Linked DNA regions of Bombyx mori: region 1 is linked to region 2. The links are chromatin contacts, called in public Hi-C maps. All regions are on one chromosome and are shown on one strand. The core of a region is the stretch at or near the end of the contact, and the rest is flanking DNA. Distances in the headings are between cores, read along the strand shown.

Region 1 (5,449 bases), core at 170-2,669, 140 kb before region 2:
CAAGTGGGCTGTGAGCTCATCCACCCATCTAAGCAACAAAAAAACTGTATATATTTAAATTGTAACTGTGTATGTCCTTAATAGGGTGTTCTAAAAGAAAACAAATAAGAAATACAGAATACAAGGTAAGAACATAAAAAACATATTAGTTTGTTACAGATTTGTGGTAATTATTGAAAATAAAATATTGTTTAATCTGCTTGGAGTGTTATTCTGACGGTCCATAGAAAGCCATAGTATAGTACATTCCATAGTATAATATTCCCGAATTTAGTGACCTCGACGTGATCTTTTCCCCAACATCGTCTTCAGAAACTGGTTACTACTGGAAGCTAGAAGTGCACAGTATAATGCACAACAGTAATGGGTACGTTCAATAAGTACATATAATAAACACGAAAACTCTCCCAGGCGACGGGACAGCACAAAGCCGCCTTAGCGCCCGCCTTAGCCAAATTATATCTTTTCGGATCCACCGAATCCGCTCGGTGCTTCTATGGTCTCCAAGCACCGGTTGCCGTTCTGGTCTCGGTCAATAGTTCGACGTCCAAACTAGCCCATAGACACGCTCCACTGAGTTTCTCGCCGGTTCTTCTCAGCTGGTTGCGATTCCGATCTGAAATGTGAAAGATTTAGCGAAGCACTGTTCTTGGTAGGCCTAGTGCAAAAAAATCCTCCCAAGTTGAGCCCACACGGGGCTCTCTTACCAAGCTGAACGTAATTGGAATAGCCCCTTACCCACTGCTACCAAAAAAGAGGTGATGAATAAAAAAAAATTTCTTTTTCGTTTTCAAAAACAATGGACTTTTTGCTGGGAATACGAGGAGCGAAGTTGGGAACAGTGGATGGAAATCCAGGGGTTACAGTTAAAAAAGATAGACTACGTAATCATTGATCAAGCGTTCGAGCATGTTTACCCGAGACTGAGCGTCGCACTTTTCTGTGTCACATTGTCACTGACCGACATAAGTGACTACAGATCACAGGAAACCGTCTCAGGCAGGCGCATCACGATCAGCAATGAGCGGTCGATTAGACGAGTGTCTTTTCATACTTAAACGTGTAATAACGGTGTTTCTTTTACTGTTTAGCATATGTCACAATGCATGAACGTGGGAAAATGAAACAGTCGCTGGACATGGCTTCTCGGATTCTGCTAAAAACTCCACTTAAGTTTCTATAAAGAGTTATCATTTTACTGAAACTATATTTCATCTATCTATCTCATCTCGTTTCATAGAATTTTATCACAATTGATTACAATCTCAAAAAAAACAACTTCACCAGACTTCACCTCATTTTATCCATATTATTTTTCATATTTCAGAAAATATATATTTATGGCTGTATGATGTAATATCGTCGCCTTGCCGTTGGAAAACTACCAATCAAATGTGACAAGCAAATATCTGTCAAGTTTGTCAGTCTTTTGACTGTTTACCTCGTGAATAAAATTTGAAAACCAAGTTCATAGATAATACACATAAACCAAGTTGAATCAAATACTTACACGTATGTATATACTGTAACTATCATTTCTGATCGTAGATACCAAAAATAATTGGTCAAAGAAGGATAATTAATTCTTCATTTATTTATTAAAACAAAAGAAATGAAGGTTTAAAACAAATTTAACTAAACTTAAATGTATAATCTATGAACTAAACTAAATTATATTGTAAGATGGATCTCTTAACAATATTTCTGGTAATGGTTTTATATGGTATTGCTATAGCGTTGGCTCTATTAATTGTGGTAAGTTTGTTGACTTAATCTTTAATAATCTTAAAACTGTTAAATTACTTTAATTTCAACCTGTAAAAATATCACAATATTAACTTGTCGATATTTTTTTAGCTCGTTATAATACTATATATAATAACCGATACGTATCCTGTTGTGGAGCGGTATAAAGATGAAGAAACATACAATGATTACTTAACAAATACTAAACTGAGATTCCCCTCTATACTTGAAGAAGAATCTGTTAGCTTAAGTGTAGTTGTTCCTGCATATAATGAAGAAAAAAGACGTAAGTAACTTTATGTGGAACTATCTTTTGGCCTACAGTTTTGCTTGTACTTCATTTCCTGGTTCATGCAGGTCCTGAGCTCCTCAGTAAGATGAAAGGTAGCATATATGTTCTCAGGGTGTAAGCCATTTAATTATAAATTTCATCAAAATTATTTCACTACTTTGGGCATGGAAACAACAGACAGACAGTTACTTTTATTATAATAAGATTATTTGCTAAGTAACTTTGAAAATCCAATGGTTTAAAAGTAAATTCCAAAAATATTTAGATGATCACTGCTTTTTTTCAAAATCTGATTTAAGGAAAGAAAGTATCTGGAAAGTAACTGGTCTACCTTTGAACACCACACGAAAATTAGTATTTTACTTCTGAAGATTTATATGATCAAATAAGGCAGGCAGAAAATTGATTTTTGTTCTACTGCTCTTAGTTAATATTTCTATTTTTATTGTTTTTTTTTTTTTCAATGAATATAATGTGTATTGATCTATTAATTCTTCTAAGTTTTTAAAAATATTTCATATTAAAGTTATAAGAAATTCAAATAGAGAATAAGTAAAATGAGCTTCCAAAAATATATAAAAATGTTTTAAAGTCATTTTGTGATACAGTGAAGATTTTACTTAATGATTTGAGAGCAGTGACAAGTACTTTTTTGTCAAAGTTTAAGTCCTCTGTTAAGATCCTAATGTGAAACTGTTTCAACAGTCCGTTTGCAAGTCAATCAGTTTCCAAACTGACGTCTCAGTGTCTAGTTTGGTTTCTGATAACAATAGGCTCCAGTGCCAACTAAATACCAACTGGAATGTGTACATTAAAGAAACTAAAAATTATCTGGAATTAACTTTCTTAAATCTATGGCATTTAATATCATTTGTATTCACAATTGACACATTATCAACATTTGTTACTTCCATCAAATGCTAGTCTTCTACTTCTACTTAGTCTTACTCAAATCTTCTACTTAAATCTTCTACTTAGATTGACAATTGACTATCACCTGATTCAAATTACAGTTCAGTCTGAGTATTTTTGATCATTTTTAACAGTTTGTTCACTGATGATTGATATTCCTCAGTGCCACCCATGTTGGATGAAACAATTGAGTTCTTGGAGAACCGACAAAAAGAAAACCCTTCATACAAATATGAAATAATCATAGTGAGTGACGGAAGTAAAGACAGCACAGTTAAAGTAGCCGAGAGCTACTCCATAAAATATGGTAGTGACAAAGTGAAATGCCTAGAGTTAATAAAGAACAGAGGAAAAGGAGGAGCAGTCAGACTGGTAGTGTTTCATTTCTATAATAATTTTAAATATAAATAGTTTTTTTTAACCTCTGATAAATAAACATTATAAAATTTCAGGGCATACAAAGTTCGAGAGGTGCAACGATATTGTTTGCAGATGCAGATGGTGCCTCAAAATTTGAAGATTTGACGAAATTAGAAGTCGCCCTAAAGGATATTGTGAAATGTGATCCCCTCAAAGATGTTAAAACAACTAGTGAAAGTCTAGGAATTGTAATTGGTTCGAGGGCTCATCTTGAAAAGGAATCTTTAGCAAAAAGGAATATTTTTAGGTATATCTAAAAGTACTGCCTACAAGTACAGAAGTCATGTTCTTACACAGTTAATTTTCATGCAAAGCTATAATGTCGTAACACATCACCTGTTCATTCATATTTCAAATGGGATTATAAATGTTAAAACAATATAACATGTTACAGGAATATACTTATGTATGGATTTCATTTTCTGGTCTGGTTGTTCACTGTAAAAGGTATAAAAGACACACAGTGTGGCTTCAAACTTTTCACTAGAAAAGCAGCAAGAATATGTTTTGAAAGCTTACATGTAAACAGATGGTAAGGCAATATTTCAATTCCTGTTTAGCTTTTACTGAATTAAAACCTTTCCTTTTATAGTATGTGAGACAAAAATAAAGGCTTTGTAGCAACCAGTTCAGACATTTGCTTCACTTGAGAGTACCTACTTAAAGTAAACCAGACTAATTGGAAGATGTAGAAAAACATATCACATAATTTCTGTGCGCAAATTTTCGATTGACCTTTTTTATTGCTAAGACAGATAAATTAACTCAAGTACCACCTGGTGCTTAGTGATTACTGAAGCCTTCACTACATAAAGTAGCAGTTTAAATTTTATTGTAATGTATCCATATCCAATTTCATTTATCCCTTCGAACCGAATCGAACTGCATTACTGCTTCAAAGCAGTAATAAACAGCCAGGTGGTACCAACCACTATCGTGTGAACTTACCATATCAGCAATGAGCAATATGGATGTTCTTACAGACGTATTTAAACAGCTCCTCAATAATTCAATACATTTCAACCTCAATATATTATTATGAATGGTAATTATATTGTCTATAATTTAACACAATATGTATTCATTTTCAGGGCATTTGATGTAGAGTTATTGTATATCGCACAAAAATTAAACATTCCAATATCCGAAATACCAGTGAGGTGGACAGAAATCGAAGGATCAAAAGTCACGCCAGTTGTCGCTTGGATACAAATGGGATGTGACCTAGGCCTTATCTGGCTTAAATATAGAATAGGAGCTTGGAAGATAAAAAGCGAAAAAACAGAGTGATCTTTAATGAAAAAATCAATTTATTATATTTATTAAACGGATACATTGTGTAGTTCTTTGATGAAAAATATAACTTTCAATAACAATCTTAAAGTGTTTACCTAACGCAATTCGAATAACATTTAGAATGTAACAATTCACATCATAATAGCAGGACACAGGCCGATAAGGTTGGCAAAACAGTTGAATAAGCCAAGATAACGTTAGCTTCTTTGAAAAACGATAAATCAGATCATTTTCATATAAATATTCTAAACCTATGCATTGTTCTGCTATGATGTTTAACATCAAAAAACGTAGAACACTACACATAATATTCTATATAATTAGTTTATCTAAATTATGCAATGCCGACACATCTACAAATAAATGCACTTGTACTGTAAAATGGAATATACAATGAAAATTGACAAATATTAATTTGTAGGTGGATTTTTAAACTACATTAAAATCAGACTGTTCAGATATAACCATATAATTAAGACAAGGGTAATTAGTAAGATATCTATGAAAACTTAATCCAATTTCGTTATACAGTAAAAGCTCTTTATTCGCGTGGTATATTTTCCGTAAATATGACGAGAGTACAGAAACCGTGAATATAGAACGGTAATTTACATACATATATGAAATTATAGGGATACGTTCTTAAGTGACAAAATAAACAAACACTAGGCATAGTTGTATTTTACTTTTTTATTAATCCATTTAACGCGACGCGTTTACAAAGGATATTCGGTTGGATACCTACATATTGGAATCCTTTTTATCAATGTTTATGTACCGCTA
Region 2 (5,926 bases), core at 363-2,862:
TTTGAGGTAATGCTAAATAGTTTAGTTAAATCATCAATGTTTGGTTGTAGGCATTGTATTGGCACTTGTATGTGCTTAGGTTCCCCGGTGCTGCCTGAGGTTGTTGCTATAAATGAGTGTTGAGATACAAAATTATTTTCAGCAGTAGTATCACAACTGTAGAAGAGTATGTTCAAATCAAACATTGAAGCTGTTGTGTCAGGTTTTTTTCCAAATAATTCCAATTGAACATTATCTCTGTTTTTGTTGATCACAATTACTGCAGACAATTTGATTTTCCCAGTAATAATCTCTATGTCTTGAGGAGAATTCAAAAATATAAAAGAGGTACAACATTTGTGTGCCCTTAAACAAATAAAAGTAGATTATTATTCCATATAAACAACCTTTGGGGCAATGGTATAGAATTTTTCATATAATAGTAAAGGACATGGCTTATTTATATGGACATTTTTAAGTATGACCTCTTGATGAAGAGCTAGAGGACACACTGCCAATCTCACAGCACATCTGCTTATAGTACATGCAGATAGCAGATAACACACCAAACAAACAAAAAACTTTTTTAATTTGCATAATCTTATGTGAACATAGGAGGAAACAAGGAGTATGCTGATAACAGAGTCTAAATAGCTTCCAACTGCATGTTAATTTAATGTCCAGATTTGGTATAATTTCAGAAAGAGCCACAGTCAATAAGAAATTTTAAATTGTCTAATTTTTATAAACTCATATTTCAGGATCAATAATCTTTAAATTGTTTAGGTCGGCATTGTGAATAAAAAACATTTCAAATAAGTTAAGTAATTAATGTACTAAGTGATGACATGCAGGCAGAATACAAAGTCGTAGTGTAGTAGCTTTAAATAGAACTGTATTATGGAACACTTTCAATTTTATTATAATAAGTGTGTGTGAGCACACTTGGTATTAAGTGGTAACTCGAGTTCATAAAATTGCAATGTGAATGCCAAGATTGACCTCGGTATATGAAGAGTGTCAGTAATTCCAAGGTGCTGTCTTCCTACCAATAACACTACGACATAGTAATAGTTTCAGATATAGGGTTGGCGAGGCAACAAAAAATTTGTCTCAGTGGACAGTTAACGAAATACTTACGCTGCTATAACCGAAGGTATGATTGCATTCTTTTCCGAAACCAATGCTATGACACCTTTGTTGCATTTTAACTGTTGCAAGTTCTGCGACACGTATTCGCAGACTCCGTATAATTCTGAATAAGTATATGTATGATATTTTCCGCATTCGTATTGTCTAATGGCAACGTTACCGGGACTTCTCGCGCAAGTTCGCATAAAAACATCATAATAACTGCGATTCATTGTCACCATTTATAGATAGTTTAAATTTCATCTTTAAAAAATTTCATATAATTATCTTAGATTTCATTTGATTTAAGTGGTGGTCCTAGTTGAAAATTATGATTGTGTCTATCAAAACTACTTTTTGCTATGTAACTTCTGATAAAAATATTGTGAGTATTATGTATCTATGTCTATGACCTCTTCTACATTAAATTCAAAATTAATAAATAAATATTTTTTTTTATGAAATTTTTGTTTGTGTTTATTTTTCTGTACCATAGTTTTTTTTTTTGGTACAATTTTTCCTTGTTAGGAAAGGCAAGGGGATCTAAGCCCATACATCCTTTACCATAGATTATACACAATATTGTTCTGTACAATCTGGTACGGTATAGTCTGTCTCTGTTTTTTTTAAAGGGATTTTATGACCTGGTAATGAAGGCCTTTAGGTCAAGTCTTATTTTAATTTATATTCTTATTTTTATGAAAAATGATAATATGAAGTGAAATGAAATGAGATGAAATGATATAGTAAAAAATTTAATCTCAATAAAATGGTGGTCATTTACTGAGACTTTTCAGTGGATTTTTTGGAGGATCCCGAGAAGTTACGTTCAGCGGCTTTGTTTGATTTTCCCACATTTGGGCACTTTCACGGATACTAAACAGTTAATAAACCACCGTTCTTACACAATTAAACCTAAAGAAACCCCAAAGAGACAAAATAAAACAAGTCACACAACTTCACTCCTCGCGTTCCCGCCAAAAAGCCATATAAATAATGAAGTAGTGAGTATGGAGGATTGATTTGTTATAGGTTTCAGGCTCGACTGGCACCAACTATGTAAGTGTATTATGTATTTGGAGTGTAATATGGTGTTTTATGATTTCCGGTCTACTATGTAGTACGTGTTAGTTCGTACCTTTAGATAGAATATTTCCATTAAAAGCGCTTAATTAGGACAAAGGGACTATTTATGGGTATGGATATGGTATCATGGGGTCTTACAATAACTGGATTGAAATTACCAAAATAATATACAAAGGATTATTTTTAAAGATGAATAAAAATGAAATCGGTTAAAATGTAAAGGTAAATGCAAGAATTTTAAATTAAAAAAAATGTTTTATCATCTGTCCCGGGGGCCGGAGGACTACGCCCGTACGTCCGGGCCTCTGTAGGTAGCGGCTTCCCCCCGTGAAGGTTAAGGGGCGACGTGAGGGGGTAGAGGCCGCGCGACGCGCTATCAGCATTCTAGCGCGCTGCCAAGGAGATACGAAAGAGCAACCGGTTGGCAGTATATCGCGTTCCGACCCGGCAGGCTGGTTCTGGTACAGCGGGGCATTCCGGGACACCAGCGGCACCGTCTGGGCGGCCTAACGGGCTGCCGTACCGAGACGGCCGACGTTTCAGAGCCTTCGATTCGCCTCGAAGACTCCGTCGGCCGGGCGTCCTTGGGTCGAGCTGCGCTGTCTGGTTGCAGTGTTGACCGCGGTAACCCCCCTACCTCATCCGGGTTCTGACCTCAGAGGGGATCGGACCCTTGGGCGAAGAGTGTAGAGGAGTCGTTTAGTAGGTAGGGCCCTAAAAACATCCTTGGGCCCGCGGTTTCGCAGTCGCGGATCAGTGATGACCAGTCCCACATACCTCACGCGCTCACTGGACGTGGGGACCTTGTAGGAGGTTCGGACCCGGCACGAAAAAAAAAGAAAAAGGTATTGTCATCTGTTGACTTTTTGGCGCGAACGTTGAAGAGCGAAGTTGTGTGAATTATTTTATTTTTTTATTTTGTTAATTTAGTGTTTTTTAGGGTTTCAATGTGAAATAAGTGTGGTTTATTTATCTGTTAAAGTGCACAAATGTGGGAAAATGAAACAAAGCTGTTAAACGCAGCTTTTCGGGTTTTCCAGAGTCCACTGAAAAAGTTTCTATAAATAACCACCGTTTCACTGAGACTATATTTCATCCCATCTCATCTCATTTCATTTCATTTAATTTCAACTTCATTTCATCTCCTTCCGTATCATTTTTTCATTAAACAGAATATACAATAGATTAGGCCGTAAGCTGTGATTTCTTCACTTTTCCAGTGGGAGGAACTACTTACCTACCTACTGTTACTGGATCTCTTGGGAGTCCGCACGGGTAGGTACCACCACCTCGCCTATTTCCGCCGTGAAGCAGTAATGCGTTTCGGTTCGAAGGGCGGGGCAGCCGTTTTAACTATACTGAGACCGTAGAACTTATATCTCGAGGTGGGTGGCGCATTTACGTTGTAGATGTCTATGGGCTCCAGTATCCACTTAACATCAGGTGGGCTGTGAGCTCGTCCATCCATCTAAGCAATAAAAAAAAAACCTTGGCTAGTGGCCGAGTTCACGAGGTTCAGCCAGAGAGAATTTGCTAACAATTGGCACGGGAAGAGCAATACTTCGCTGAATCTACCACTGAATCCTAATTGCAATCCACGCAGAGATTCGGCGAGTAATTCTATGGATTGTGTCTGTGAGTTACTGTTAAGCTGCAAGCGAACTCGCATTTGACGACTTCGACGAGGACGGTGACCAGTGCCGGATTTTCCTGACAACACCAAGCGTGGATCAGAGTCAAGGGCGAAGGCGGCTGTTCGTCATTGTCAGTGCCAATCACTCACTACCGAATGAGCCGACTATATTTAGAAAGTGTAACGAAAACACGTCAATTACAGTACCCGGCCATAAATACTGAACATCGACTTTTAGAAAGAGACAGTCGGCTAATTTCGGCTTCGTAGAGCGTTATTTTTGTCGCACGAAATATTAACAATCTCGTATATATTAGGATCGCACTGTATCGCACTTGAAGAAGAGCTGATCTAGGTAGTGCGTGAGAGAGATAACGCTATTTATTATCTTTAAGCCCACAGTTGTCCACTGCTGGACATAGGCCTTCTCCGAGCCTCGCGAGAGACAACGACCGGTCCTACGCTCCTAACGCGGCTAACGCTCTACAAAGTGAAATTATTCGAGTATCTCTTTCCAAGGTTCAGCGTAAGTTTGCTCGGTACCTGTATAAGAGGTTATATGGTTATTATCCGTTTCTGTTTCCGTCGCTTTTTGTGTCAGGTATGGTTGGACTGGATACCCTAAACCACAGGCGAAAGTTGCATCTACTCGTACATTACTGTTCTTTATTACAGAATAGAGTCAATAATCCCGTGGCACTACGGCAGATGACACTATTCGTCCCGCAACAGTATGTGCGGGCGGGAGTGCGCCGCCACCACCACTTATTTGCGGCGTTGGCGGGGCTGAGGACCCGTAGAGCTAGGAACTGTCCAACGGCCATGGTAATTGCGCTGTTAAACGAATTTCTGTCCGAAATCCAGGATGCTGACGTATTTGCCGATAGTTGAGGAATACTTTATTCCAAGATAATTTTATTTTTAGCATAATATTATAATAATTTATAATTTCAATAATGTTTTTGTGTTAACGAGTCTGGCGTTTTGGTGAAAACTGTAAGCCTGACTTTGTATTGAATTGAAATAAATAAATAAATAAGGGACCATGTGCAATATTTATCGTTGGGTATTTTTTTTTATTATTGATGGTTTACTGGTGGCCCCTGGAGGCCTTTCCAGTTTCACAAGGACAGGCGGGGTACTTTAACATAGATACACATAAATTCGTTTCTGTAGTAAAGTAATTCTTTTTTGTCAAATAAATAAGTTATATAGTTTCCAAATCCTATATAAAAGTGAATCCATTAGCGCCAGTGACTAATTATAAGGGGTTCCGTAGGCTCGTATGCCAATAATGAGGCGAAAAAAAGCTAAACCCTTACATTATACCTTCTTGTGCATACATAAAAGTAGTTAACCATAGTTTGTATAACCACAGTGGAGACGTCTGAACGAAATGAATAATTTAACCAAGCTGGCCCAATTTAAACTCCGTTAACGACATGGCGTTGTCAATTTAAGTAAAATATCGCACAGAAAACCCATTTTGTAACTTAAATTGTGCAATACGGATGCAAATGAATTGGCGATCTGTAAAAGATGGTTAAAACCATTCAGAATTCAAAAGAATCTCATTTAGAATTAAAGTGGCTTAACTAAAAAATTTACGAAAATGAATTTTATATTTAGAACGAATTATAAACATATTGTATTCTATGAGTTTACAAAATTAAATTTATAAAATTAAAAATTAAATTTTAAAAACCAATTATAATTTCCGTACTTTAAAATAAAGCAAATACTTTTCACTTTCAGGAAGCTATAAGGCTTAAAATTTTTAAATAGAAACTAAAAAAGTACAATTCTTCAATTACATTTTTGGCGTTTAGCAAAAAACAAGAATTATGTATTAAGCCACTTCAATTCTAAATGTGTATTTAATTGACTAACGAATTTAATTGATTTTTCTTATTTTTCCTGAACAATTTATTGACTGACCCGGTGACGCTGTAGGGAGCATCACGAGGCAAGGCCGACGGCCGCGATTCCAATTCCCGCTTTGGTGAAGTATTCGTGTGATGAACATTTTGTTTATTTCGTGTCTAGATATGTCTACTATGTTATATATTTAAATGATCAAAACTATGTGTTTGAGTT

The links. A called contact is a pair of places that touch in the nucleus more often than the background predicts.
Region 1: a contact with region 2 is called in a Hi-C map of midgut, with 2.7 times the contacts expected there. The contact joins the promoter of LOC101738398 here to the promoter of LOC101738941 in region 2. A contact is called at or near these places in 3 of 7 Hi-C or Micro-C datasets (middle silk gland, midgut and posterior silk gland).

The regions. Positions count from the first base shown.
Region 1 is chr13:14,029,877-14,035,325 of ASM3026992v2, reverse strand. It overlaps LOC101738398 (dolichyl-phosphate beta-glucosyltransferase), which reads left to right and starts at 1,419. Exons shown (of 6, transcript XM_004927702.5): 1 at 1,419-1,755; 2 at 1,858-2,032; 3 at 3,114-3,322; 4 at 3,403-3,617; 5 at 3,765-3,902; 6 at 4,462-4,746. The coding sequence starts at 1,684. The coding sequence ends at 4,660. It also overlaps a transcript of Alg-2 not described here.
Region 2 is chr13:13,893,469-13,899,394 of ASM3026992v2, reverse strand. It overlaps LOC101738941 (beta-alanine-activating enzyme), which reads right to left and starts at 1,612. Exons shown (of 6, transcript XM_004927706.5): 1 at 1,120-1,612; 2 at 1-345. The coding sequence starts at 1,352.